7 separate regions of the Mus musculus genome follow, and all the other regions are linked to region 5. Evidence: chromatin contacts called from public Hi-C and promoter capture Hi-C data. All regions are on one chromosome and are shown on one strand. The core of a region is the stretch at or near the end of the contact, and the rest is flanking DNA. Distances in the headings are between cores, read along the strand shown. Region 1 holds the start of Tbc1d7 (TBC1 domain family, member 7). Region 2 overlaps Mcur1 (mitochondrial calcium uniporter regulator 1). Region 3 holds the start of Nup153 (nucleoporin 153). Region 4 holds the start of Ranbp9 (RAN binding protein 9). Region 5 holds the start of Jarid2 (jumonji, AT rich interactive domain 2). Region 6 overlaps Gfod1 (glucose-fructose oxidoreductase domain containing 1). Region 7 overlaps Gm32939 (a long non-coding RNA gene).

The links. Promoter capture Hi-C pulls out the DNA fragments that hold promoters and counts their contacts. Hi-C and Micro-C count contacts between places; a contact is called where the count stands out from the background.
Region 1: a promoter capture Hi-C map of pre-B cells shows a contact between it and region 5, with 6 times the contacts expected there. The contact joins the promoter of Tbc1d7 here to the promoter of Jarid2 in region 5. A contact is called at or near these places in 4 of 39 promoter capture datasets (cranial neural crest, hippocampal neurons, liver and 1 more), 3 of 484 Hi-C or Micro-C datasets (B cells, CD8 T cells and regulatory T cells) and 4 of 115 datasets of contacts at active chromatin or transcription factors (astrocytes, embryonic forebrain, embryonic stem cells and 1 more).
Region 2: a contact with region 5 is called in a promoter capture Hi-C map of liver, with 4 times the contacts expected there. The contact joins the enhancer-like site here to the promoter of Jarid2 in region 5. A contact is called at or near these places in 8 of 39 promoter capture datasets (the 3T3-L1 cell line, the C10 cell line, frontonasal cranial neural crest and 4 more), 6 of 484 Hi-C or Micro-C datasets (B cells, CD4 T cells, LSK cells and 3 more), 10 of 115 datasets of contacts at active chromatin or transcription factors (the 230-238 cell line, T-cell acute lymphoblastic leukemia, double positive thymocytes and 7 more) and 2 of 9 other capture datasets (adipose tissue and liver).
Region 3: a Hi-C map of regulatory T cells shows a contact between it and region 5, with 12 times the contacts expected there. The contact joins the promoter of Nup153 here to the promoter of Jarid2 in region 5. A contact is called at or near these places in 2 of 484 Hi-C or Micro-C datasets (CD8 T cells and regulatory T cells).
Region 4: a promoter capture Hi-C map of liver shows a contact between it and region 5, with 6 times the contacts expected there. The contact joins the promoter of Ranbp9 here to the promoter of Jarid2 in region 5. A contact is called at or near these places in 7 of 39 promoter capture datasets (3T3-L1-derived adipocytes, hippocampal neurons, liver and 3 more), 3 of 484 Hi-C or Micro-C datasets (CD4 T cells, embryonic stem cells and liver), 9 of 115 datasets of contacts at active chromatin or transcription factors (the 230-238 cell line, astrocytes, embryonic stem cells and 5 more) and 2 of 9 other capture datasets (adipose tissue and liver).
Region 6: a promoter capture Hi-C map of liver shows a contact between it and region 5, with 2.1 times the contacts expected there. The contact joins the enhancer-like site here to the promoter of Jarid2 in region 5. A contact is called at or near these places in 2 of 39 promoter capture datasets (liver and pre-B cells), 3 of 115 datasets of contacts at active chromatin or transcription factors (embryonic stem cells, extraembryonic endoderm stem cells and thymic regulatory T cells) and 1 of 9 other capture datasets (adipose tissue).
Region 7: a promoter capture Hi-C map of liver shows a contact between it and region 5, with 3 times the contacts expected there. The contact joins the enhancer-like site here to the promoter of Jarid2 in region 5. A contact is called at or near these places in 1 of 39 promoter capture datasets (liver), 3 of 115 datasets of contacts at active chromatin or transcription factors (embryonic forebrain, embryonic hindbrain and embryonic stem cells) and 2 of 9 other capture datasets (adipose tissue and liver).

The regions. Positions count from the first base shown.
Region 1 is chr13:43,169,981-43,173,978 of GRCm38.p6, reverse strand. Tbc1d7 (TBC1 domain family, member 7) reads left to right here and starts at 2,478. Exons shown (of 8, transcript NM_001252639.1): 1 at 2,478-2,670. Gm40929 (a long non-coding RNA gene) reads right to left here and starts at 2,157. Exons shown (of 4, transcript XR_873309.3): 1 at 2,137-2,157; 2 at 288-395.
Region 2 is chr13:43,545,378-43,549,249 of GRCm38.p6, reverse strand. It overlaps Mcur1 (mitochondrial calcium uniporter regulator 1), which reads left to right. Exons shown (of 9, transcript NM_001081059.3): 6 at 528-599; 7 at 3,509-3,562. Among named protein-coding and RNA genes, the nearest start is that of Mcur1, 13 kb to the left of the region's middle. Within about 2 kb of position 2,204, at least 29 of the 459 cell types and tissues checked have an H3K27ac peak or open chromatin away from gene starts, as enhancers often do. A contact at or near this core is called in B cells, adipose tissue, bone marrow-derived macrophages and 2 more, where this site is marked.
Region 3 is chr13:46,725,239-46,729,367 of GRCm38.p6, reverse strand. Nup153 (nucleoporin 153) reads left to right here and starts at 1,519. Exons shown (of 22, transcript NM_175749.2): 1 at 1,519-2,008. The coding sequence starts at 1,895. It overlaps Gm46412 (a long non-coding RNA gene), which reads right to left. Exons shown (of 2, transcript XR_001780928.2): 1 at 3,854-4,129.
Region 4 is chr13:43,479,352-43,483,406 of GRCm38.p6, reverse strand. It overlaps Ranbp9 (RAN binding protein 9), which reads left to right and starts at 2,434. Exons shown (of 14, transcript NM_019930.2): 1 at 2,434-2,995. The coding sequence starts at 2,479.
Region 5 is chr13:44,729,374-44,733,038 of GRCm38.p6, reverse strand. Jarid2 (jumonji, AT rich interactive domain 2) reads right to left here and starts at 1,768. Exons shown (of 18, transcript NM_001205043.1): 1 at 1,123-1,768. The coding sequence starts at 1,167.
Region 6 is chr13:43,241,857-43,246,060 of GRCm38.p6, reverse strand. All of the region lies in intron 1 of Gfod1 (glucose-fructose oxidoreductase domain containing 1), which reads left to right. LOC115488162 (a long non-coding RNA gene) reads left to right here. Exons shown (of 2, transcript XR_003950633.1): 2 at 1-1,334. Among named protein-coding and RNA genes, the nearest start is that of Gfod1, 60 kb to the left of the region's middle. Within about 2 kb of position 2,345, at least 85 of the 459 cell types and tissues checked have an H3K27ac peak or open chromatin away from gene starts, as enhancers often do. A contact at or near this core is called in liver and thymic regulatory T cells, where this site is marked.
Region 7 is chr13:43,524,259-43,527,977 of GRCm38.p6, reverse strand. All of the region lies in intron 2 of Gm32939 (a long non-coding RNA gene), which reads right to left. Among named protein-coding and RNA genes, the nearest start is that of Gm32939, 9.3 kb to the right of the region's middle. Within about 2 kb of position 2,002, at least 216 of the 459 cell types and tissues checked have an H3K27ac peak or open chromatin away from gene starts, as enhancers often do. A contact at or near this core is called in adipose tissue and liver, where this site is marked.

The DNA.
Region 1 (3,998 bases), core at 1,229-3,728, 1.6 Mb after region 5:
GAGGCCAGCCTGGTCTACAGAGTTAAGGTGCTTAGAAAAACAGATTATGTGGCCCAGTTACATCTTAATTATCTTATTTTGTTTAGTATGCTCTATATTTTCCCAACTTCAAAATGTCTATTGAGGCATCATTCCTCAGAATGTATTTCAGCTAATCAACACGAACCGTATCTTACAGTTTCCAGTTGAAGATCAAACACCCATCTCTACCCTACCTCCAATCTCAAAAATCCCCTCTGCACAAAAGGCTCCACCTTTCCAGGTCTGAAACCTCCCCTAGACCATACCTCCAACTGTGGGGTAAACATCCACACACATGAGCCTCTCGGGGACATTCTGTGTCCTTTCTGCTTGGTGAACAGAGGTCCTTTTATGCTTTGTTCAGGAACTTCTACCTGCAAGGTGAGGACGGACCTGTGGCCTACTGGGTTGGTGGAGACAAAATCCCCAGCCTGCCTTGGCAGTTTGGTTTTCCCCTTTACAGGACAATGTGCCGCCTATCTGAACTCACTGCTGTTGCTGCCCTCTGCTGTTTCTATTGAGAATTACAGGGTACTGGGTTCCTGGGGCTGCCGGGCTGGTAAAATGCCACGTTTGTGGTGGGGATCCCTGACGTGCATTCTGCTTAAGATTTGATTAAGCATCCTAGAATTCATTTTCGAGGCACCTTCACACCTCCGCCCTTCACTTTGACATGGACATACAACCCGCAGCAGCTTCTGGGTGCTGCTTGCAAATGCAACCACATAGAGCCCAGCCTTCCCACAACTGAATGTTAACAGTCAATTCTCAAACCGTTTTACTTTCTCCTTTTGTTTGTGCCCCATGACATGCCCAGACTGGAGTGGAGTCTCAAATATGCTATGACTTCCATTTCATACACACATGTCCAGGTTGTCATTTCCTGCCATTATGATTTAGTGAGTACTTTAAAAAGTGGCAATTGGCGTGGACCCAGGCCCTTTTGTATGCTATCTGAGGGTTTCTATTGCGGTGATGAAACAGCCTGACCAAAAAGCAAGTTGGGGAGGAAAGGGTTTATGAGGCTTACACTTCAACAGACCTGTTCATCACTGGAGGAAGTCAGGACAGGAACTCAAATAGGGTAGGAACCCAGAGGTAGGAGCTGGTGCGGAGGCCATGGAGGGATGCTGCTTACTGCCTTGCTCCCCATGACTTGCTCAGCCTGCTTTCTTACAGAACCCGGGGCCACCACAATAGGCTGGACCCTCCATCAATCACTAATTAAGAAAAAGCTGGGTCTCATGGAGGTGTCTTCTCATTTGAGGCTTCCTCCTTTCAGTCACTCTAGCTTGTGTCAGGTTGAGGTAAGATTAGCCAGCTCAGCATGTGACTTCACCACTAGCTGCACTCACTCACAGCCTTAAAAATCCCTAACTCTCCGGCCCAGGTACTGCTTTCTCTGCAGTAATTTCCCAACACTCATGGGGACAGCGCCTCACTGCGGCCGTGTTACCTCCTTGGCTTGTTACTGTGATAAAAATACTTGAAGAGACCTCGGGAGGAAGGGCTTACAATGTGAGTGAGCCAGATTGGCACTAACAATCCAAAAAACGAATCAGTAGTCCGTCCCAGACAGCTATATCTTCCTAATAGTTCCCTAATTCAGTCCTTGCTTCCAACTCAGTGCCACCTGGGGATGGACAAAGAACATGCTCTCCGTGACAAATCACACAGGATGCCCCAGTTCTGTCCAGCGGCTCGCAGCTTCCCCAAGCAAGCAGCCTTAACTGACTGCGCGCTTGGCATTCTAGGTCTGAGTAGCTGCCAAAAGGCAAATGGCAGCAACTGCCCCTTTGCACAGTAAACGATGAACAAATGGTTTTGCTTATCCCTCCTTGATCATTGGGGGACCAATAAGTTTTTGTTTTTAAGTTTTAAATATTTGTGTATAAAGGTTTTGTCTGCGTGCATGAGCACCATGCGCGTGCCCCGTACTGGCAGAAATCAGAAGGGGTAGTTTGGAATTCCTGCAACTGGAGTTATTGATGGTTGTGAATCACCACGTGAGTGCTGGGATTTGAACCCGGGTTCTGTACAAAAGCCGTAAGTGCTCTTAATTGTCGAGCTATCTCTCCTGCCCATCACTCAGTTTTTAATAGCTGAGGACTTAACTGATTTGCTTTCTCATGGTCACTTGGAACGTTTGGAAGAAGAAGTGCAGCCCAATCGATTAGCAAAGGCTCGTTTCCGATTTTCCACCGGGCGAGGTGGAAGAAACACCGCCTGAGGGATCCCGGTTTCCACGGGGCAGAAGAGTGCCCTAAGCAAGCACTCTGAACGAAGGGGAGACGATCACCAGGGTTTCGGGATCGAGGTGAGAGGGACAGACGTGGATACTCAAGGGCGCACAGACTCGGCCGCTACCACCTCTCAGGGCTTCAGCTTCACCCGGTTAACATCCACGTGTGGGTGGGACTCCCAGCAGATGTCCTCTGCGCACGCGCATCCGGGGCGACGTCACGTCCGGCGGCGGGAGTTAGAGGCGGAGAGGGCCGGGCCGGGTGTCTCATGGCATCGCTCCCCTCGCTCGCTCGGCCCTGACGCTTATGGTTCCGTCTGCCTGCCGGTAGCACAGCGTTGCCGGGCCGGTTCTCCGCCGCCTCCCGGATCTCTGAGTCTGAGCCGGGTGTGTTTGCTCTACTCGAGGTGAAGCGTGCATACCGGGAGAGCGGGGCCTGGGGCTTCACTGGGTTGTGGGCACCTTTCCCGCAGGTGGAGTCACCTGGGCAAGATTTGACAGCGCATCTTTCAGGGCGACTCCTGTGCCATCACAGTGCAGTCCCAGGAATGCTGTCGATAGACGACAGGGGCAGCGAATGCTTAAAAATACAAAAACCAAAAGAGCCCTCAAACTACAGATTGCATTTTAATCTTTGGGTTTTTTTTTTTTAACAGCTATGAAGAGGCCGTGGAACTCTTTAAAGGCAATTCTAAATTCTAAATAGCTTTTTTCAAAAATGAATTGCAATCTTCCCCATAACAGAAGCTGTTCAGATATCTAACTCCCAACAAGAAGTCCAAACTCCCCTGGTTATCTGGGGACGTCTCGGGGGCTTTTAGTAGCTGAGGACTTTATTCTTTGGAAGAATGTTTGCATCTTTAGTGCCTAGTCACTAAACCTAGTTTGATCTTTTCTTTTGGTTTACCATTAATATCACAAAGACTGTTCTGAAAGAATTATGTATTCTCTGAGATGATTTGAGTGCTCTTGCCAGATTTTTAGCCGTCTTCTGGTTATACTTTAATGCTTTTTCTCTGTTGGAGTTTTGTATTTTGATAATACAAAACTTGGTAGAATTGTGTTTATAGGAAGAAAAATAAGGGCAGGACTTAGGGCTTCCCTCCACCCCCTTCTAATTTCTCCAAATGCCTATTTTCGAGAGGACAGCTAAGCAAAACAAAACAAAAACCAAACCAAAACAAACAAACAAACAAAAAAGGAAATTAAGGTCACCTAGAATTTTACTAACTGAATAACTTGTTAATATTTTGGATGTCTCCTCTTATTTTAAAACATACCTATCTTGGACCAGAAGCCGTGGTCCACACCTTTTACCCCCCGCACCTAGGAGGCAGAGAGTTTGAGGCCAGCCTGGGCTACTTAGTGAGACCTTAGTTGTAAAACTGGAAGCAGAATTAGTACACACCACTGGTTAGCCCCATTTATATAACATATCCTGCCAGCTTTTCTAATTCATCTTATTTGTTCATTTGTATTTTGTTCATTCATGAGAACAAGGTATTTCATTGTGCCAGGGGTTCTTATAAGAAGGAACCCTAGAGGCCCCCTCTGTGCTACCTATTTTAGTAGCTTGGAGGGCAGCTGACCTATATCTTCATATCTATATCTTTGGCCAAGTTGCATTAGGAAGGTGGGATAGGGTTGTGTGGATCCAAAGATTTAATGCTCCTTGCTTAGGGCCAGGCAATTTATCATATTTGACTTATTGAAAAGGCCGAGAAAAATCACCTAA
Region 2 (3,872 bases), core at 955-3,454, 1.2 Mb after region 5:
GGAGCTTACAGGCCTCTGCCACCAGGCCTGCTAAATCATTGTAAACCAAAACTCCTCTAAAGTAGCCTTCCCTGAGACCCGTCTCGGAGAGGGTGGCTCTGTAGGATTCTATGCGGGTTAGATGGTTGCTAGCCCAGCATTTGGTTACTTCAGGAAAGAGCAGTGGTGTTAGAAAAGATGTAGATGAGCCTTAGTGAGAAACCTTCTGCTGACTATTTGTTCCTTTGGTCAATCTTTACTTTCTAAAATGCTCTAGATAATTTTATTCACACATCATAAGCAGTTGAGCCCTACGGGTAGTGCTGACATTTGGGTCAAAGGGGACTGTGCAGATAACCACAAGGGCTAGACACAGAGCTGATTGGAGACGTGGCTGACCCTGAGTCCCAGGACACCAGGAGGCCTGGCTCCATGTCTCTGACCAGCTCCCATGGGAGAAGCAGCGGGCAGTCCCAAGCTTAAGTCTCAGAAGGCTCAGATCTCTTACCGTGGCTTCTTATTCTCTTTGTCCTCTGCCCTCTGACCAGGATGAAGTGACCAAAGTCCGGACAGATACCAAATTAAACTTCAATCTAGAAAAAAGCAGAGTAAAAGAACTGGTATGTTCCTTTATTAAAAGTAAATCATTAATTTATTTCTTTTTAGACTGGAATGCTTGTTGAAGTCTTACTCTTATATGCAAGACACAAATATCATTAGACACTTGTAAGAGTTCACAACTTGATTTTAAATTCTAATTGCATTCTAGATCAGGACTTAAATTTAGTTTCACAAGTAACATTTAAATTAAAACGTCAAACAGAATTTGAAACTTTTATTTCAAAGATAATAGAGTGTATGTTACACAGATGTTTATAAGACAGTTACACTCAGTCGTAATCTATTAAATGCTGATTTAATCCCCACAGCCCTAACTGAAGTTAGCTGATTTTATGACTTAGGTAATATTACCATCATATTACATTCTACATTGAACTTTGATAAAGCTTATTTCTACATTGTCTTTTAAATGATATGAGTAGTTGTGTGTTTCAATAGATAGATGTTGCGTTATTCTGGTGGGGTTGGTTGGTTGGTTTTTGTTTTGTTTAGCTTTTTCGCAGTTCTGAGACTCAGACTCTAGGCTTCATACTTTCTACTGTGATACCAGTGACACAGAACCCCCGACCCCTCACCCCCCCCACACACACTCTCTTTCCCTGGGCTACAGTACCCCTCCACACTCTATTGACTTTTTATTCCTGTCTGAGTTCTCCCATCTTCTTGCTCAGACCCTCCTTAGCTTGAGTAACATTAAAGGTACCTTTGTTACTTGTGGCGTAAGAAGGCTAGGGCGTGTGGAGCGTTTTTTTTTTTGTTTGTTTGTTTGTTTGTTTTTTTTTTTTTTTTTTTTTTTTTGCAGTAGCAAGACACGGCTCCCATGCAGAGGAAACCGCACAGCTCTTCCTGCTCTGGTCACTGCTGAGTTCGTCTTCAGTCCTTATGTCCCAGTGATGCCTGAAGCTAGAACTCAGACAAGTGTGTGATCGCATCTGAACTGCCTTGCATTTCAGCGGTTACACTGAGCTTTGTTACCCGGAATAATGGCTGTCTCTAACGTGATGCTGTGGGGTCCCAAGGATCTAGTCACGTAGCCTATAGAAAGCTTCCGTGAACTCCTTGACTAGTGTCTAAAAGAGAAACTCTTTGCTAGGTTTTGCTGTAATTCACTTGGTTTAGGAAGGTAGTGACGTGGTTGTGCAGAACCGGGGTGGAAAGAAATATATCTCAGAGACTGGGAGAGCTCCAGGGAGTAGAGATGCATAAAAAGTAGAGGATTTACCAAGGGAGGGAGCCGGCATCAGTGCCCTGAAGCACAAGGCAGGGCTGCGTGGCACCACTAATAAATGTCTGAGCTCCGTAATGCAGACGCAGACAAGGGATTGGAATTCTTTATCTTTTTGGTAAATTAGGACTAAGGTTGTGACTCGGTGGAAGAGCACTTAACTGGGCATGTGCAGAGCTCTGGGCTTGATACTCAACACAGCCAACAAAAAAATAGGCTGTGGTAATATTTACAGCAGATTTCTACAGCTGGTCCAGAGGTCCAGGAGATAGAGCCACAGATATGTGGTTTTTTTTCAATTGTGACATTGTGGAGATGTAGGCCTTTCTTTTCCCTGAGTATTTGCTGCACACTGCACTCTGCCCTCTGCTGGTGATCTGAGGAATTGCACTGATCTGAAACCCAACTTATGTAATCAGCTAGGTTCCTTGGTCACGGGCTGGTCCTTAGTTCAGGGTTCCAGAGTTCGGGGGCGTGTTTTTACTTCTGACCACTGCATTTTTCCATTGATTGCTCCAGTAGTTTGAAGACAATATTTTATAGGTATAAATTTTTAGGTACTTGAAGGGCATCTAACATTTTTCCTGATAACATTGTTGTCTTTAAACTACAGGTTGTACAGGTTGCCCTTTGCTAAGTTAGATACTAATGCTCATTACTATGGAAACATGTCTGATTTTTATTTTATTGTCAACAGAGCAGTACTAAGTTTTTTTTCCTAGCATTAATAGCTAACAGCTTTCAGGGACGTTGGGCTGCGGTTTCCCACAGCAGAGATTCTTTTGAGTGTTGTTAAGACAGCCTGGGAAGCCTTGCTGGGTCTCGTGCATCCATGTTATTCTTTACAGCAGTAATATATCTTGTTACAGAGTTATATTTCTTGAGCTATTTTTTCCCAATATTATACTGCTTCTATAAATGTCAGTGATGTCTGTCATACTTGTAGTTATGGGAGTATCATTCCTAAATTAAATGGTGCCCCTCCCCTTTATCAGCCCTTCCAAACCCGAAGGCACATAGATCTACACCCATATTCATGGGACTCAAGAAATGCTGTTCTAATCGTAGGCAGGACCCAGTGATGTCACAGCCAAGAGATTTTAAAAAAATAAAATAAAACAAGAAAGAGAGAAGAGAAGTGGAAAGGGGCCACACACCACACCATCAATGCCTTGGTTTCTTTCTGGTGCTGTGAGAAACACCATAACCAAAGGCAGCCTGGGGAGGACAGGGTTTATTTCCGTTTACAGCCTGTAGTCACCATCGGAGGAAGTCGGGGCAGAGACCTGGAGGCAGGAGCTGATGCGGAGGCCATGGAGGGATGCTGCTTACTGGCTTGTTCCCCATGGCTTGCTCAGCTTGCTTTCTTAGAGAACCCAACCATCAACACAGTGAACTGGGCCTTCCACATCAATCATGAAAACGCCCCCCAGGCCAGCCTGGTGAGCCATTCTCACAACGGAGGATCCGTCTTCCCAATGACTCTAGCTGTGCCCGGGTGATATTAAGCCAGCCACACAGTCAGTGAATATAAGAAGCTTAAACTTCAGAGAAAGAGCAGGCGGGCAACAGTGATCAGGGTGTCGGTCTCCTGTTAGATGTTCCAGGACACAGTGAGGACTGCGTGTTTAAGGCACCGGAAGGAATGGATGAGACTCTAAGCATGCCGCATGTTTGTTTCAGTACTCGCTGAACGAGAAGAAGATGCTGGAACTGAGGACTGAAATAGTGTCGCTGGTAAGGACTTAGGTTGGATTTTCTGCTACTGTTTTCGTCTTTGCCTCTCCCTGTGCTTAGTTTTTAACCAACGTCTGGCATGTCACAGGACGATGTGCACATTTAGTTGGGGATCTTTTTCTTTGTAAAATATATGCATGAGTTACCAGTTACCATGAATAACAATTTTATGTGCATAATTTAGTATCATGTTTTAAAGATGCGTGTGTGTGTGTGTGTGTGTGTGTCTGTGTGTGTGTGTGTTTCTTTCTGTATATATTACATAGCTTAGCAGGAGAGTGTGTCTGTAGCTTATGGGATGGGTGATACC
Region 3 (4,129 bases), core at 270-2,769, 2.0 Mb before region 5:
GATGAGGAAAGTGAAGCTTAGAAAGAAGATCACTAATCTCCCCAAGGCTACACAGCTAGTAAGTGACAGATTCAAACAATCTATTTGATTTTATAGTTATAAACTTTAGAACGCTGTTCTCTAATAGAACATTAAGTCTATGATTCTCCATAATCGATTCTTTTTCCTAATCATAGTTACTTATTTCATAAAAACAAAAAACAAAAAAACCCTGGGTTATAGTCCTGGCTTTGAGTGCCCAATTAGATATCCACCCTCTTTTATTTTTTTCCAAGTCAGTTCTCTATGCAGCCCTAGCTGTCTTGGAAAACGCTTTGTAGACCAGGCTGGCCTTGAAGTCACAGAGATCCATCTACATCTGACTCCTGAGTGCTGGGATCAAAGATGTCTGTCACCAGCCAGGCTCTAAATCGATACCCTTAATGGTGCCCCTTAAATTTTCTTGGTTTCCATATAGTCCATTGAATGACTAGGCTGGACCACATGATCACACAGACCTTTTGTCTAATGCCTGCATCTTTAACACGGTGTATCCGGTCTTTGAGGATACATTGTTTAGTCACCTAACTATAATATTAACTGAAGCAAATATATGTTTACTAGGGATATATGAGTCACCCTTAATGTGTGTTGATTGCATAGGTCATAATTGCAACCATTTACTGCGTTTCTTGTATACCAGGAAATCTACTGGGTGCTCTCTACACAGACGACCGCACTAGCTCCCCACAACTTTATAAGGTAGATTTAAATAGTAGAGTCATCCAAGGTCAAGTTTGTAAGTAGTGAAGCAACTCAGAATGCCAGCACGGTGTGTGTTGACAACAAAGCCCTTATATGTTTAATGAAACAGTAATGAAGTTGTATTTTTTGCTTTCGTTGAGACAGAATCTCACTATGAAGCTGAGGGTAATGTGTAACTAGCCATTCCCCTGTGTCTGCCTCCCAAGTGCCAAATGCCTTTCCTACTTTGTTTTTGGCCTGGGGATCGCGGCCACGGTTAATTTCAACGCGGTCTCCCCCCCCCCCCCCCCGGATTGTGATGCATTATGGTTCTTTGATTTTACTGTTTACTTCCATTCGGCTTATAATTGATGAATGGGAGATTACAGTATTCGTGTCGAGTGCCCTTCTGAATCTAAACAAGCAGCCAACCGCCGCCAAATGACCCGGGCTTTGTGCCTCTGCGGTGCTCCGTGGGTGTCCTTCCGCTATAGCCTGCCTTTCCGAGAATCCGCGTTCTGGCCAGAAAAACTACATTTCCCAGAGGCTCCCACGACAGGGAGCGCGGGCTCGGCCAACCCTTCCTTCCTTCACCCATCCCCCCCCGCATTGTCGCAGCGTGATGACGCAAAGCGTCGGTCGCGGAGGAGTGACGGTGTTCTGGCTCGCGACCGGGGCGGCCGCCTCAACAGCGGTAATAGGCGCAAGAGCGGCGGCGGCGGCGACGACTGCAGGGACGACGACGGCGGCGGCGGCGGTGGGGCGGGCGCAGCGCGCACAGGGGGAGGGGTTGGCGGGCGGCGCCAGCGGCCTGGACTGCGGCAGCGACGGCCAGGGCGACTGAAGAGGAGCCTCTAGCAGCGGGCGGTCGAGCTAGGCCTCAGCGGCGCCCGGAGCTGCTCGCGCCGGCCTCGGCGGGAGATCTCCATAGAGACGGTGACAAACACAGACGCGGGGGTCCGCACGCGGCCGGCGCTCCTCAGCCACCTCGGGGCCCTCAGCCGCCGCCACCGCCTTCCTCGCCGCCGCGCGCACTCTCAGTTCCCGCTCGCTCCCTCGCGGTTCTCGCTGTGTCTGTGTGTCGCCTAGGGCCGGGCGGGGGAGGCCCTCAGGCCGCCGCCTCTGCCTCTCCCGCCCGGGAGCGGTAGTGGGAGGCCGCCCAGGCTCCGCCATGGCCTCGGAAGCCGGAGGCATAGGAGGGGGCGGCGGCGGCGGCAAGATCCGGACTCGTCGTTGCCACCAGGGGCCGGTGAAGCCTTACCAACAGGGGCGACCCCAACACCAGGTACGGGACCGGTACGCCGTGGCGACTGGGCGGCTCCGGGCGGTCTCTTTGGGGGGCGGTGCGAGGACCCGGCGGCCCCACGTGGAGGGGACCAGAGGGCCTGAGGCTGGACCCGGGTGGCGACGGGAAGTGGGTAGAGCCTGGCCGGGCCTGGCGGCAGACACGTGGGATGCGAGCGGCCTCTCCCAGCCCTCCCGCCCAAGGGCTTTCCCTGGCGGGCACAGGGCGGGAAAAGAAATCTCAGGCTTCGGATATTCGGGCTGCTGCTGCTGCTGCTGCTTCTTCTTTTTTTTTTTTTTTTTTGGCGGGTTTTTGGGGGTTAAATGGTATTCCTCACGACCTCACGAAGGGAACAAGGGAAAGATGTGGCAACAGGCCCATCCGCTGGCAGGCTTTTTCTTTCTTGTGTTCCCGGGTTCAGGGTGCGCGGGGAGATTAATCTGCCACCGCGGCCCGGAGAGACTTGGGGAGGGGGCGCTGTTACCCATATCGTGGAATAATTTCGGTTTTAGACGCGTTAAATCATTAATGGTAGTCCGGTCCCCTCGTCTGTCTGCTTGGCCTTTCCAGATCGGAACACACTGGTTTAGCTTCTCATCCTTTCCTCTCTTAACTGAGTTATAGTTATGTGGCACTGAGGCGTTTTGAAAGTCCCTCGCCGCTCTTACGTCTGGTCTCTGATGCGTGGTTCTTCCCTCTCTTCTCTCCACCCCGCTCTATATACTGAAGACCAGAATCATCCACTCTCTACAGTTGACCAGTTCTTCAGCTCTGATCTCATACACCAAATATTTTTAATACTGGGCGTTTTCTAGAAGTTTAAGGTATTTCGGGCTCACCAGGGGTGTTACTTAAGCCACCGTATGCCTTCTTTGGGTGTTTATAAAAATGTCGATTCTTGTTGTAAACGAGATAGTTGGTTCAGAGAACACTTTCAGTTATTAAAAATTGTGAGAATTAAAACGTTAAAAACTCACTTTAACGAAGCCACTTTTTAAAAGTAGGAAGTGTATATTTTAAGCTTACTGAAGAAGGGCTAATATATAACTTGTTGCATACTCTTAAATGTAGACTTTTTGTTTATTCTGGCTAGTGCTAAAATTGAATACTTGTTGGTAATGTTAAATTATATCACTTTTGAGATTTTTAAAATAAAGATAGGGAAAGTTTTGAATAGAAACAGCTGTGTTTTATGTACTAAGAAGTTATTTGTCATTGCTTGGAAGCCTTGCAATATTACCATTTTCCCTGAATGCTGAGGAGCCCGGGGTCTTCAGAAGCAGACTTTAAGATTAAAATCAGGTCACAAGCCTGGCCGTTTTACTTTGCCTAATACTGTACAATGGACATTAAGGCAAACATACTCTTATACTAAGAGTAATGAACCACCTCTGATTGCTTGAAAACAGTTTGAGCAAAGAAATGGATGGCTTGGATAGAGTTTAAAAAGAAGCCAATATTATGTATGATATTATGATAGAATTTAGAAAGAAGCCAAAGTTATGATCACAGCTTATTTTAAAATGTATTTAGGTTAAAAAAAAAAACCAAACTAATTTGAGAGAGAAGTGCATTCAACTAAAACCAAACATGTTTTAGAGCTGGTACAGATTTCAAGCTGTATGGTTTTAGAGCTCAGTAGTTCTAAGACATGTTAGCTTCTTGCCTCAGTCATTTAATTTAAAATGTAAGTACATCTTAATTTGAACTGGAATTAAAGATAACTCTTTTTTGGTTAGCAGATTTAATTTTGGCAGAATTGACCAAAGAAAAAAGTGTTTAGGCTTATATAAAAGTATGCAGCTCAGCTTTTGTTTCTGTCTTAAAGTAAGTAACTAGTCTTACCTCGGACTTAGTGGATGTCATTGTCCTCTACTAGCCGAGCTTGTCAACTGGTTGTTTTGCAGCAACTGCTGAGTCATCATCTTGGATATATCAAGGAGTTTCATGACATGGCATGTTTCATACTAATGCTTGATAAGTGTCCATGGCCTCTTGGCAGACTGAAGAGTTGTGTTAGACTCAGAGTAAGCAGGCTGGTGCTTATTGGTGAATGCAGGACAGCAAATGTCAGGCCAAGGAGCTAGCTACTGCAGTCACCCAGTACCTGTGACTCCTGTA
Region 4 (4,055 bases), core at 1,185-3,684, 1.3 Mb after region 5:
TGTTGCTCGGCTTTTACTTTTCACTCTCTGCTTATTAATAAGTAAGGGTATGCGTGTGCATATGTGTGTGTGCTCCCAAATATAGAGAGGCCAGAGTCGGCTTCAGGTGTTTTTCTTCAGGAGCTATCCACTTTAGGTTTTGAAACAGGATCTCTTACTGTTCTGGAACTTACCCAGTAAGCTAGATTTGCTTGTCATCCAGCCCCCCCAGGGACGCTCTTGTCTCTGTCTCTCCACTGGGATTACAAGTGTGGGCCACCGCACCCCACTTTTTAATCGGGACTTGAACTCCGGTTTTCAAGGTTGTACAGCAAACACTTTACCAACCGAGCCATCTCCGGAGTCTGGTTTTTAATTTTTTGAACGGAGAAGTCAAAAGGTACGGTTATCTTATCTACCACACTGATATCCCCAAAGGTTCTCTGCTTCTGCTGATGTGGGAAAGTGCCGTTTTACAATGTTCCCTTACAGTTCATTAATCTGTTGACACCGACTGGAGGACAACCAGTTTCTCCAAGAAAAAGATTTTGACAAGGTTTCAGAAGGTTCCATTCCCTTAACAGTGCCTAGGGTATGTAAAAAGTTCTAAGTGCCCTGACAGAAAAATTTCATGACTAAAATCTTTTTTTCTTAATATTTATTTATTTATTATTTATATAAGTACACTGTAGTTGTCTTCAGACACACCAGAGGGGCCATCAGACCCCAGTACAGATGGTTGTGAGTCACCATGTGGTTGCTGGGAATTGAACTCAGGACCTCTGGAAGAGCAATCGGTGCTCTTAACTGCTGAGCCGTCTCACCAGTCCATGTGTAAAATCTTAATGAATGTCAAGGTTGTTTGATGAGGCTTGGAGCCCGTGGGGTCCATCTTGGCTACCAATATGTAGAACATGGCTTCCATTGAACTCCTTTTATTTTAGTATAAACGAAAGTTTTAGTGTTTTTTAAATTCAGTGGCGTCATGTAAACATGCTGTGATTTGTTAAAAAAAATGTAGAGCCGAGGTTAGAGTTATGGGGCATTTTATTACTAATGAACAATGGAGTGTCTAGTGTGGGTAATTTAAGATGGAAATTAGGCAGAAGGACTGCTACAACTGGCTAGGCGCTATGTCCATGGGAGTCTTCGATTAAGTCACCATTGACCCATTCGCTTCAAAAACAAAATAACTAGTTCTCTATTAACCAACCATTCCATGCTTATACGGTCCAATCAGAGCCAGCATATCATCTCCGGAAGCTAACACAGCATCGGAATCTGTACCATGTAGATTATGGGAGTGAAGCCTGATTTTTGCCGGGCTAAGGAAAGGGTAGGTTAAACAAAGGGAAGTGCCGAAAACAGACTAGTAATGCTATGTGGGGGTCAGAGAGCAACACTTGGCAAATTGTGCCACACGGGTTGACCAAGCACTCTACTGAGAATTGCAAAGTAGGAAGTCTCCTTTTTTAAAACTCTGCTGACCTCAGTAAATATTTCCATGTTTAAAAAAAAATGGGCATAATTCTCTGCTACCTAACAAAGAGGCCTATGATGAGAATTAATGAGCTTATAAAATGTTTTGACGTCTGTCTCCAGAAGCCCTTCCTAAACGCTCACACAGTTCGCATTCCTGCCCTTTGACGATCTGCCCGTCTTGATTGGTATTCCTAACGTGGCTGTTTCTCCCCCATTAAGTTCACTCGGACTCCTCATAAATTAATTAATTAACGAGAGGGTCACTCATGAAGCGGGAGACTTCGCCTTCAGAAATGGTTTCCAAGGGCCCTTTATTGACCCGCTAGCTAGGCGGTAAGGCGTTAGAAACCCCGGGCTCAGCTCCCGGCGGCGCAGCAGGGCTCGATTGCTCTCGCCTGGGCGCGCTGCGGCCTCCCGGCGGCTGAGGGGGACGGCCCGTCGAGACGCGACGAGGCCGCCGGTCGGCGCAGCTAGGATCCCGCAGCCACCGGAGGCCCGCGGCCGAACCCGCGCCCGCGTCCTCGCCCGCGCCGGCGAGCCCCAGGCCGCGGAGAAGGCCGTCCGCGCGCGCACCAGGCCCGCCCCTCGCGCCGCGGCCCGCCTCCTCGCCTGGCGCCGCCCGCGCGCAGCGTCTCGCGCCGCCCGCCCGCTCGCTCGCCCGCCGGGAAACAGCCGCGAGAGCAGCGGCCGCCGCGGCCGCTCGCACCTCCTCGCAGTCTCTCTTCCCCGCTTCACCGCGTCGCCCAGGGCCGCGCGCCCTTCCGCCCGCTCCCCTCGCTGTCCCACCGCATCGCTCCCGGTCGCGTGCCCGCCAGCGCCTGGCCAACGCTCCCTCGCGCCCGCCCGCGGTCGGTCTCCTCAACCGCCGCGCTCCGCCGGGCCGCGCGGCCCGCCGCCTGCTTCCGGGGCGGGCGGACTCTGGGCGCCTGGTGCCGGCGGCCGCAGCGACAGCGCCCCCGGGAAGCGCAGGAGGAAGCAGGGACGAGTGGAGGTGCCGCAGGCTGAGTCGCGGCCGGGATGTCCGGGCAGCCGCCGCCACCGCCGCCGCAACAGCAGCCGCCGCCGCCGCCGCCCGCCGCCGGGGCCCCGGGCTCCGGAGTCGCCCTGCCCGCGGCCGCGGCCGCCAGCGCCGGCTCCTCCCCGGCCGGCTCGCCCGGTGGAGGCTTGGGGGCCGCAGCGGCCGCCCTGCTGCTCCACCCGCCGCCGCCGCCGCCGCCTCCCCCGGCCACCGCCGCGCCGCCGCCCCCCGCCTCGGCGGCCGCCCCCGCCACCGCGCCGCCCGGCCTGGCGGTGGGCCCCGGCCCGGCCGCAGGCGTCCCGGTCCCGGGCCTGGCGGCGGGCAGCAGCGCCGCTGCCCCTTTCCCGCACGGCGACTCGGCCCTCAACGAGCAGGAGAAGGAGCTGCAGAGGCGGCTGAAGCGCCTCTACCCGGCTGTGGATGAGCAGGAGACGCCGCTGCCCCGGTCCTGGAGCCCGAAGGACAAGTTCAGCTACATCGGCCTCTCGCAGAACAACCTGCGGGTGCACTACAAAGGTACGGGGCGCGGGGTCCGGCGGAGAGATCGGACGGTGCGGGGCGAGGCTCTGGGCGAGGGAAGGTGAGAGTGGGGTCCCAGGTGGGAAGGAGCTGGGATCCCTAGGCCCGGAGCTGGACGCTTTGAGGGAATCCGGGATGACCAGACACATCGCACCTTCTGATTTCCTGGAGATAAATCTATGGGCCGGAGTTGGGTTACATTGTTCTCCAGGTGGAGGGTCAGGCCATCTCCTCTTACGCAGCAGGGGTGAGAGGCACGATTCCGAGGTACAGTTTCTAATTAAGGGAGAACAGAGATCCACAGGAGGGGGAGGGAGGCGTGATCAGTGGAGGATTTGTCCCAAATTAGGCCAGAGATTGTCTAGGGGGACAAAAGGACAAGGGGCCCAAGTTGGCCATCATTGCACCTTACTGAAAGCAACTGGGAGAGGAACCTCAGGATTCCCTGTTTTCTTCGGGGAGCAGACCCCCCCCCCCTCCGGATTGGAAATGCCCCGTGTTTCCGGGTTGGTGTTACATGAAGTTTTGTTGAAAACAAGGGTTTTAAAACATACCGATTAGCATTTTCAAAAACAAAAAACAAAAAAAAAAAAACCAAAACTGGCTTATATTTTGCACCTGCAGTTAACAAAGTTAACCACCTTAGGCTGCTGCTTTCTCCCATCCCCACTTTTTCCTAGGTTAAAACAAAGCTTTAAGCAAACTGGTTGTATAGAAGATTATAAATGCCAGTAAGGGGTTTTTGAAATGTAGCTCAGATTAATGGCATACGTCAAGTTTAGCTGTGTGGAAGGGGCAAAGAAAAAAATGCAGTGGTATCAGTTTGAACACAGTCGGTGTTTTAGGCCCTAAATCTAAAGCAGAGGATTTTACATTCTAAGCAGGCTCATTTTGATTGGCTCTAAAGGAAGGGTCTTTGGCTCCTAGTGAGGATATAAACAACCTTGCTGTAAGATTCTGAAAGAATTCAGAACAGGGTTTGCGAAGACTCTTGACAAATCGGCTACTATTTAATTAGAAACGCTTATGGCAACAGAAATCTGCTGAATGCTTTGGC
Region 5 (3,665 bases), core at 519-3,018:
GGGAGAAATTCAGGTTTTCCATTAAATGTGTGTGTGTGTACACATTTAACAAAACCACTGCCCAGAAGGTCATCTCCCATTATACACTCCTCTCTAACCAAAAAGGAAAAATATTAAGACCAAATCATCGACCCTAGTTAAATAAAACTTTCTCATAGGGTCGCATTGTTCTTTATTTATCTTCAAGGGCCTTTTTTTTTTCTGGGGGAAAAAAGTGTACTTTGCTCTAAAGCATACGCAGCTAACCACCGGATCACTCGAGTGCATATTTGGTTAATCCCCTGGTTTCCCTCTCTACTCCCTCCCCCCAAACTTACAAAAAAAAAAAAAAAAAAAAAAAAGCCACTACACAAAACAAAAACACTCCCTATGCCAAGCAAGACGCTGCTATACTGTGCACAAAACAAACCTAACCATCACAACCCAATCTCAGAAACCCAGTTTTCAGGGAGAAATTATTCGTATTAACATGCATTCACTCAGGCACACATATACTTTTACATGAGCTATGTTTTTCCCCTCAAACTAGAAACCATGAATCTTTAGAACCAAAACCAGCCTCTTTATAAAAGTCAATACCAATAAATGCATTCCCAGTAACATGATTCCCAACTGGGTCATGTTGCAAGCTAGATAAGCCAAAAGGGCCACATATATTAAATGATGTGCCAGTGCTAGAAGATCGCCATAATCGTACTCTGGATTGCAACTTAGCTTCCAACACACATACCTTACACGATTTTCCAAATAACACTAATAACAGGCTCATTTGTATGCAAAGTGCAATATGGGACCAAATCCGCCCGAGAATGCAGTTAGATCACTGCGGGGGCCCCCACACACAGAACCCCAACCTCCACCAAAACCCCTTGCCTTTCACCAAAACTACATCAACGTTGTGTCATTCGAGGTCAATTTATATACTTGAGGTATCTCTACACCAGTCTGTTTTCTCAACCAAACTAGGCAGACACGACTTTGCCTGAAAAGCCCTTTCGGAAAAGAAAGAGCTTTATCGGACGCTGTTTAAAACCTTTCAGCTGCAGAATTATCTATAAACTTGACATTCACAACCATCGCTTAAAACTGCAAGCCAAAGGATGTGTTGTTAAGAGCACTTACGTATTTCTTCTGAATGATATTCCTCTTGGGTCTTTCCTTGCTCATTCTGAGATCCAAATGCTGATTGCAAAAGGGGACAATTGCTTCATGAATTTAAAGCCGTCAGAAATTTGCAAAAAAATATCCTGGTGGTTTTTATTGTTGTTGGTGGTGGTTGATCTTGTAATCCGACTTTTCTTCCTCTTCCCCCAAAACCAGATTCGCCTTGAAATAAATCCGAAATTGAGAAGGATAAAAGAAAAAATATAAAAAGAGCCAAAGACGAGCGAAGCAAACAAGAAAAATTCACTTTAGTAAAACACTCATAATGGAAAATTTCCCCCGAAACATACAACAGACACAAAAAAAGAAAAGAAAAAAAAAGAAGAAAAAAAAAAAAACCGACGCCCTTCACTCCCCCCCTTTTTCTTCCAAAAACTACATCAGCGAAACGTGAAGGTCCTTAGTATCTGATCTGTAGTTACATCTTGAAGAAGAAAAAAGGAAAAGATAAATTTAAAATGTTGGAAGTCACGTTTGTGCTGCAGCAGCAGTGCGAGCAGAAGAGTCAACTCCAGCGGCGGCGGTGGCGGCGGCAGCACCACAGCGGAGGGCTCGCCGAGTCTCTTTTTTCCAAGCCCCTTAACCAATGAGAGAGAGGCTAGCCAGCCCAACTTTAAATGGACTCTGCTTTTATACAAGTTAGGGCTCCTCGGCTAATTCGCCACCTCCCGCCAGCCGAAAACTCCCACAGCTGAGCCCCCCGCACGCCTGCCTAACCTCTGCCCACAAGCCCCGGCCCGGTGCGGAGAACTCCCGCAGCCCCGTCGACGAGACCCCGGAAAGGCCTCCACGAAGCCTCTGCGGGCCGCCCGTCAGGCGCCTCTCCCACGCCGAGCCCAGTCGTGGAATTGAGAGAGGCTCCCTAGCTCAATGCATGGCACGCTCGGTCGCTCCACCTCAGCCCCTTCCCCCCCCCCCCCCCCACCCGCAGTCCGCTCACCCAACAGTCGCCGCATGCAAACCTTCGCCACTGCCCTCACGTCTACCTGCAGCCGGGCAGCTGGGTACCAGTGCCCCAGGACGCCCGGCCCGGGGGAGAGCCGCCTATTCCCGGGGCACCTTAGAATAGTCCCCTTGATCTTCTGGAAGTTGTAGTCCCTTGACTACAAAATGGCTATGGCCACGGAAGCGAAGAACTACAATTCCCAGCGTGCCCCACGCCTCCTGTCACTCAACTCCCTTTTCCCCGATCGCTTCCCCCTCCCCCTTCCCCGGGCCCTGCCAACAAACGCTTGGACGTGTCCCGCGTGCGACACTGCTAGAGGCTGGCTCGGGATTGGCCCGCGGAGCGTGTGGTCCGGGAGCGAGGAACTCCCCACGCCGGCCCCGCCCCCCAGTCCCCTCCCCGCGGGGGCCGCCCTCCCGGCCCGGCCCGGCTCGGCCCGGCCCCGCGCGCCCCGCCCCGCCCCCACCCCGGGCGCGAACCGCCTGTGGAATCGAGGAATCGGCGCGCGAGAGCGCGCCCGCGGGCCCGCGAGGGCAAGCCGCCAGGCTTCCCGGGGGAAAGGCCTCGGAGCGTGGCGGCGGCGGCGGCGGGGGGCGGTGTCAGCGAGGGGTTGGAGCGGGTCCTCAGCCAAACTGGGCCACGCACCAAGAGGGATCCTCGCTCGGTGCGAACTCGCTGATCGGCAGCGCCCGCTTGCTTCAGCCGTTGCCGGCGGTGTCACCTCAGGACAAGCGCCCGTGTGCCGAGCAAGCGGGCGGCCGCTCGGCCGCCGGGGTGGTCCGAGGTCACGGCTCCAAGCCGGCCCGCGGCCGCACGCGACCCCACGCGCGAGGCAGACGCGGCTGGGGCAGCCTCCCGGCGAAAGCTCGCGGCCTCGTGGTCGCCGGCCCGCGTGCCCGCCCCTGTCCCCGGGGCCGACGCGACCCTAGGCCGTCGCCGGTGGCTCCGAGGTGAAGCCCCGCCGTCCCTGGAGACGGTGAAGGGGGTCTTTACCCTCAGGACTAGGGCTGTCCGCGACCGAGACTCCCAACGCCGAGGTGAAACCGTGAACGGAAAAATGGAGACCGACCCCCCAACACAGGCAGCCCGTAAGGAAGCGTCTCGAACACTGAGTGCCCGAGAGCCCAATGGTCTGTGCCCCGCAGCCTTACCTGCCCCAGCCCCTGCCCTGCCCAGGCTCGCCAGTCGCTCAGATCAATGGATCGCAGGCCCTGCTGTCGCTCTCGGGGGCATTCGCAGGAACTTTAGCACGGCTCCCAGCCTCGGCGCTAATTTCCTGGTTCTAACCTATGGTCTTCAAGGTCCTGCTTTTCAAATCTGACTGGCTAGCCTCAGGGAAGCGAAAAGGCTTGGAGCCTCTCCCATCCACCTGCAGACACACATTGGCTTCTTCCTCTCTCTCCTCCCGGGCAGTCGGTTCCCAAAACAAGCACTCCCGAGTCACGACCATTCCACTGTTAGTCGCAACAGGGCAACTTAGTCATGGTGTCTAGAAGGTTCTAAAAAAGCGAGTTAACACCTATGGATTCAGAGGTCACAGTGGCCACTTCAGACA
Region 6 (4,204 bases), core at 1,096-3,595, 1.5 Mb after region 5:
TGTGGTCAAGATGATCTCCAAACATAGTCTCTTCTGACATTTGGTGGCCACAGAGTCACCAGGCTCAGCCTGGTGTCCTGGAACCTGTTAAAGATTCCTTGGTGTCTAGAAAGGTACCATCCAGGGATACCTGGAGTCTGGATGCCCACATCTAAGGAAGTACCAGGCCCAGCAGAGAGTAGGGTAAAACTTTTATTAGCCTGTGGGATATGACATTCCTGAGTCTAATTATCAAATTTTGAACAGAGTATAGAAAGACACAAGAAAATCCTTGCTATAGAGGTAGTTTATTTTATTTTTTATTTTAAAAATATTTATTTATTTACTTATTTTTATGCATTGTTTTGCTGAATGTATGTATGTCTGTGGGAGGGTGTCAGACCCAGAACTGGAGTTAGAGACAGGTGTGAGCTGCCATGCGGGTGCTGGCCATTGAATTCAGGTCTTCTGGGCGAGTAGCCAGTGCTCTTAACTCTGAGCTGTCTCTCCATCTCTTATTTACTTTTTTATCATCACATTTTAAACTCTTCCTGGCTCTCTCTGATCTTCTCACTTGCCCTCTCCCATTTGTCAAATGTTTGCCAAGGTGTTGGGATTTTTCTGAAAGCCACACCCTTCTGCAGACATGTCCTCTCTCTTCGGAGGTGTGAGACAAACTCAAGTTGTGGCTTCTTCAATGAGTGTGTGGCCTTGGAAGTTTGGCTTAGAGAGGCAACTGCAAAGACTGGGATAGCACAGTCCTCTGTCACCTCTGTTGCGCCCAGTGGGTTGTCAGGACACAACATCATGGTGTCGCCAACTGCTTCGTGGTTTACAGAAAGATGCCTTACCTTGCTTTTGCTTTTCACAGCTGTGAAATAAACAGTGCTTTACAGGCAAAAATGGAAGGGCAGAGAGGTGAAGGGGCGTGTCTCAAGATGCAGATAACGGAACGAGCTTGTCTGCAACCACTAGGACGATGCTCTCTTCCCAATGGACACAGCCAGCCTTTTCCAGAGCAAAAGAAACCTGAAGAGAATCTGAAGCATTTGGCAAATGGCTGAGTCCCCCGGCTTCTCGCCCAGTCTCCATTCGCCCATAAGCTCTGTTCCTAGCTCAAGGACTGCCTCTCCAGTGATGCAGGCCTCTGCTTCTGGGTTCTCAGAGGGATTTCTGCTGTAACCGTGTCCACCTTTTGGAGTGACCAGAGGCATTGTCCGACTAAGTTCCAGCCTTTCGGCATAACAGTTGTGTTTTACAGAATACAGAGTTCATGCTTAAGAACCTTGCAATCTAGTTATATATGTTTTTATATGTCACACACACACACACACACACACACACACACACAGAGAGAGAGAGAGAGAGAGAGAGAGAGAGAGAGAGAGAGAGAGTCATAAAGATGGTTAAGAATTGGGAACCTGATAGGCTGCCCCAGGATGAATGAGATACTAAGTCATTGTTGGGAACAGGCCAGCCCTGAGTCCCAGTTGTGCCTTCCAGTCTTCTTGTGGCCTACAAGACTACACGACATAGGAAGAGCTGCAGAAAGATCAACCAGGTGTTGTATTGGGGACACCAAGCCCCACACATACCTGTTTCTATGGCTCCCTGGCATTGGATCTCTGCACTGTGTATGCCTATCAGGATGGGCCTGTGACACCCCAGGCTGTGTATGTGGCCTTGGGCAAGTGGGTTTCTTTATCCAGAACTTGCTCCTAGGAGGCCCCACTGAAACAGAAAGAAGAGAAGCAGGAGAGACTGCCTCAGCCTGCCTCATGAGCTCCAGGAAGTTGTTTCCTGTGTCTTGCAGGGCTACAAAATAGGCCCCCCCAAACCCAATAAAATAGGGGCCCCAAACCCAGCCATGGCCCTTGGAGCGTGCTTGGTGTATGTGAGCCAGATTCTCTGAGTTCTTTTCCTCCTTCTGAGAACAACTGGTGAGCACGCTATCACCTTAATTTTAATTTCTACCAGACTCACGTGGAGGCCGGCTCCTGCTTGGTTTTCTGGCGGGGAGGTCAGGTTTCATCTGTCCGGCAGGAAGCAGCATGGAATGGAGGTCTTGAAGTTTTCAGTCAGGGCTGCTGACTCTGCTGTCTCCCTCAAGTAGCTCTAGAAAGAACTCTTAACAAGCTTACGACTTCCAGATGGGGTCTGGAGCCATTTCCTGCCCTTCTGACTCCCATTAGTTTTAGCTCAGCCCTGGAAGAAATAGTCCCTAATCGGTAGCTGCAGACATGGCCTCTCAGGTCCAGACTGCCTGGGTTTTAAGTCTTGCCTTTGGTTGGTTCTACAGCCTTAGGCAAGTGGCCTTTTCTAGCTTCTCTGTTCTCATCGGTGTCTAGGGTAGGGGCAGAAATTTTAGTTTCAATTTCAGCTCAATGGTGGAGGGTTGACTCTTCTAGCCTATTATCGTTATCAGGAGTAGAGTGGACGTCCACCTGCTGACTTTGAGTCTCACGTAGGTGTCAAAGGAAGGGCCCATCTCTGAGATACTTTATGGAGCTACTTCACAGGAGGCTGTGTGAAGTATAAGGAGGAGTATGGTATATTCCAGACCGCAGCACAGCCAGCCTCAGGTCTGTTCTTAGTCTCAGAGTTGAGTGTCTGTGACTCAGCTCCCTTGGTGTCTTCCCCTGCTTGGTGTAATGGGTCTGAGCACATCCTCAGGGTGACATGTGATACCGATGGGAGGTGGCTAGCCACCTGCCTGTCTTGCATTGATCTCCTCAGTGTTGAGTACACATACCAACTATTCTGTCTCCCAGGCATGTCTGCCTGTGTAATTGTATGAGTTTTAGCAGTCAATAGGACTCCAGTTTCTATATTGGAGTGAAGGATTCTGGGTTTTGTTGTTTGTTTGTTTGTTTGTTTGCTTGCTTGCTTGCTTGCTTGTTGAAGTGTGAGGAATGGGACACTGGGCCTTGTGCATAGAAGTAATCTAGCACTTCATTGTAGAACTATGCACCCAACCCCTCTATGTGGGGTCTTAGGCAAGCTCTCTATCACTGAACCTTCCAGCCCTTTTCTGGATTCTAGGCAGGTGTTCTACCACTGAACCACACCCCGGCCCAGGCTTATTTGCATATCACTTTCTTTATACCAAGTTCTATAAGGCAGAAACCCTATTTGACCTCAAATGTAGTGCCACGTGGGGTTCTTGTAAAGAAAACAAGATTTCTATTTTCTCTTGGTTAAGTGTCCAGTAAACCAGATGCAGGGTATCTCTAGCTCCCTTGGGCCTGTGACACTTTCTGTACACCCGGTTTGTTGCTGGCTAGGATCTTCCACCTCAAAGATGTGCACCTAAAATGGCGTAGGCTATAGAAGAAATGGCCAGATAAAGCACACAGGGTTGAAAGCATCGCCTCTAATGCATCTGCTCATCTCACACTGTGACACAAAGCTTCCCTGAAGGCCCTGTGTCCAGCATTGCCAAACCAGGCTAAGGCATCCCACCAGGGCACCTCCTTCTCACTAAGAGAAACTTTATGCCAAGAAGTCCTCGTCCTGATTCCCGCATCCTTTGGGGGTGGAGTTGGGGGGAGCGTGGGAAAGTCTGTTGTTTAACAAAGAAACCAGTCCCGGGTATCTGGGTTTGCCTAGGCTTCCGAACCAGATGGAAATGATGGGAGCCCAAAAGAGCACGGGCCTCTTTTCTCCTCCATCCCATCTTCCTTCTCCTCACCCACCTCAAAGAGAAGGTGACTGGCTTGTGAAGGGCTGCAGTGAAGAGGCCCAGGCTTTGGGGGAATGTCTGCTCCTGTGCTCTCAAGGCAATGTTTAAAATAAATTAGGAGCAAATAGGGAAGCTGGATATAGGCAAGGAAGGGGTGGGTTGGGCTGTGGATGGGGAGGGAACGGGCACACCCATGGAGCAGTATGGGGCCACTAAACACATAGGGAGCTTCGGTTTGCTCCTTGTCAGCACATGCAGTCTCTTGTCCCTTCTAACCATGCCCTTCTGCATCCTCAGGGTCATCCTCTCTCTTACTCTTGCTCTCTCTTTCTCTCTCTCTCTTTATGTTTTGAAACAGGGTCTCACTGTGGAGCTATGCCTGGCCCAGAGCTTGCTATGTAGGGCAGGCTGGCAGCACAGAGAGTTACCTCCCCAGTGCTGATATTAAAGGCATGTGTCACTGTGCCTGACTCATCTTCTCTCTCTTGAAAGCTCAGCCTGACAACTTGTGCACCGTGGACCTCTTGATCGTTTTTGGGGTAT
Region 7 (3,719 bases), core at 753-3,252, 1.2 Mb after region 5:
CAGTCACGCCTAGTGAGGGTGTAAGACTTTGCTCTCACCTAAGTGCTGTGGACATGAGCACTATGGGTACAGTACTTCTCACAGAAATTTGCATATTATACTGAAAGACTCCGAGAGGAGCCCCTCGCTCAGGCCTCAGGCAATAGCGGACACCCAAGAACTCACAAGAGACCAAGCTTGATGCAAACCACATGAGGCTTTATTCGGGGAAAGCCAGAACTCAGGGGACAACTCATATCCCACGCAGGGGTAGAGGAGTTGACCTCGAGGAAAAAGGGGTCCCAGTTTTTATAGGCCCTCAGGGGGGAAAGGAGAAGGTGGGAGTAGGGGATTTCCAGATCTAAACAATGTCTATTCTCAAGAAATGGGTATGGGAGGGGTACAAGGAGAGAGTCTGGTGCAGGTGTAGCAACTCCGGATTGGTTCCGGCTGGGGAGATTTTCCAACCCTATCCCAGCAACCAATATCACAAACACCTGGCAATGGGCTTCATCAGTGGGCACACACATGGGTTCAAGGAGTGGCCAGAGCATTGTGCACCTCTATTTTTCTAAATCAGTGAAGCTAGTTCTGCTAACAATGACATCTATCTTGCCAATTTCAGGGCTTCTGTGACCTTTTACATTTTGTCAGGATCTTTCAATACTTTTCTCTGTGATTGTAGAATTCAAATATTTCCCAACAAATGGAGGATCTCCAGGCACTAGCCAGAAGACAAAGAAATATGTCCTTGGAACTTGATCTTTCCAGGTATTCCAAAACGTATACACAAATAACTATTTCTTTTATCAGGACTAAGATTGTCTGTTGTAGGATAGAAGCAGCCCTTTTCTGGTGTTCCCATATTGGCTCCAATATTAAAACCTAGCTTTCTTTCTTTTTTGGGGGGGGGATGGTGGGGGTGGTGGGATGGGGTAGAGTATTTGGAGTTAGAGACAGGGTTTCTCTGTATAGCTCTGGCTGTCCTGGAACTCACTCTGTAGACCAGGCTGCCTCGAACTCAGAGATCTGCCTGCCTCTGCCTCTGGAGAACTGGAATTGAAAGCATGTGTCGAGGGGTATTTTTTAATTCAATTCCGCATTGTCTGTGCAGTTGTACTTGTGTGCACATGGCTATGAAGGCCAGAGGGCATCCTTGGCTATTGCTCCTTAGGTATAGCCACCCTGGTTTTATGAGACAGGATCTCTCACAACCTAGGACTCAGCAAGTCCTAGGCTCTGCCAGATGTCCATCTAGCCCTAGCTAATCACCGGTCTCTACCACGCCAGCACTGAAATCACAAGCACCTGCTACCACATGTGGCCTTTGAGATGTGGGTTCTGGGGATTGAACTTGGGCCCTTACGCTTGTGTGGCAAGCACCTTTTTAACTGAGCTATTTCCCCAGCCCCTTTACTAAAACATAGAGTGTGCTTTTTCTTCTGCATCAGGGGCAGGGGGTAGAGCACTTGCCTAGAAAGTGCAAGGTCATGCCTTCAATCCCCAGCACAATGTACCGTTGTCTATGCTAATGCAGGGGTTAAGTAAACATTCCTCCACACCTTCCCTCAGGCTTCAGCTCCAAGGAATTTCCAGCGCAACTTATGAAGTGACCCTGCCACTCCTATCAGCTACCTTTGTCCCCGTGACCAATAGACCTTCTAACTGAGAACAAATTAATTCATCGCTTAGTTCCAAAATGGCCTCAAAAAATGGATTTTTCCAAATTTAGTTTTGTCAAATGTACAAAACAGAGAGAGAGAGAGAGAGAGAGAGAGAGAGAGAACTCTGTATTTATTCTTCCTCTCTAGAGTGTGAGAATTAGATTTTTACTCAACCCCATGATGGAAAACCTGAAGGGCTTCCCACTTCTGGGTGGTGTTGAGGTTGGGGAAAACAGGTGCAAACTAAAAAGGCTGCTGGTTCTGGGGAGAAAGAAGGAGGCGAGCCGGGGAGCTCAGCTGTTTGTTTGTGTGCTGATGTAATGGCACACAGCCCTACCAAGCTCAGATGTGTTTCGACTTGAGCTCCAGGGGAAAGTTACACAAAGGCAGGTTCCAGGGATCTCTCTGTTCTGCAGTCTGAGTAGGCCGGGCTGCTCTCACGGAGCTATTTCTGTATAAAAAGCTGTCTGGAAGCATCTGAGAAGCCACTAACCACCGCGGTTGACTGCGATGGTGTGCCTTCTTTTCGCTCCTCGGTTGCCCCATTTCCCCTCCATTTTGTGTTTCAAAGGATGACGGGCGTGGGGCAATATATATGTCTGTGTGTGTGTGTGTGTGTGTGTGTGTGTGTGTGTGTGTGTTCCAGAGCTATGTTGCCATGGAGAGTGTGATTTGGAAAAAGGCATTTCATCAGCCACTTGAGCTGAACGTATAAAAATGCCATTCAGAACTCGAAGCCTCTCTTCTCTGCCGAGCCACAGAAAGGACAAGGGAGGAACCTGAGACAGTGGCCTCTGGGGAAGGGAACTGAGGAGGAGCCAGTGAAGTAAGAGAGACCAACACTTCATGTGGATTAACTTTGATTGTTTTCTAACATAGCATGCAGTACACACACACACACACACACACACACACATACACACTGAAGTTTAAAAGCAGGCTGAATTATCGTGGGCTGAAAACAAGGAAGGAAGTTGCCTGGCTTTTGGGAAAGCAGAGACAGTTTCACCCCATCCATTAGACTGGGCAGTATATGTTGAGAAGAAAACCAGGCCTGTCAGACTCCATTCTGTTTATTCCACGAAGTGGATTAAAGAGCCATCAACAATAACTCTAGACACATTCTCTCTGGCCACATTTCAGAAAAAGATGCAGCTGGTCGAGAATCCAGCAGGGGTGGATTGCATGGAGCTGAGTGTGTATGTCACATGCTCCGCCGAGGTCGTTTGCCAAACCAACATGAGACAGCTCACCGGGCTGGCTGAGGGAGCTCCCAACCCAGTCACGCAGAATATTAAGTACCCTTTCACAATGTGTGTGCACATGGCTTTGCTTCTCTCGGGCTCCAGGAGTTGCTGTGGCCTTCTTGTGTGATGTGTTGACTTCGCTGAGCTGATGGTGTCCTACTTCCAAGTTACAGGGGAAAGGTCCCGATAGTGGTGCCTTTCCCGTATTTCCTATGCTGGAAGTCCATCAAAACAGAGCATCAACACAGTATCTCCTGGTGGTGCCAGTATCCACCGGGGCCATAAGTGCATTGTGCTTTTCTACTCGTTGGGAATCAATAGCCAATTTGAGAGACAGGAAGACGGAATGAGAAAGAAAAACATTGCCTATCACAAAAATAACTTGAGAATTGTGCAATCTGCCCACATTGGTTATTTGTGTTGAATTTGCTTTCGGCACTCAGTTAAATATACCACACCCGACCTCTGCAGCAACAACTCCCTTCCTTTTCAGTAGCAAAGTGGTGGGACCTAGAGAAACTTTCTGGGAGTTTGGCAAGATCTAGCAAACTGTTTCCATTAGATCTGGCAAAAGAAAGGTAGCAAAGAGAAGCCCACTGATCCGCTACAGCTTTTTGTGGTGAGCTATTCAGGAAGGCTGCCCTTTGGGGGTCTCAGATACAGCTCAATAATAGAGCTCTTGCCTAATAGGAGTGAGGCTAGGTCTGGGAATTATCTCACACACAAAAAACCGAAGCCGTGGTTGGGTTTTTGTTTTGTTTTGTTTTGTTTGTATGTGAGATAATTCCCGGACCTAGCAGACTTGGCTGACAATGTGATTTTCCTTCCT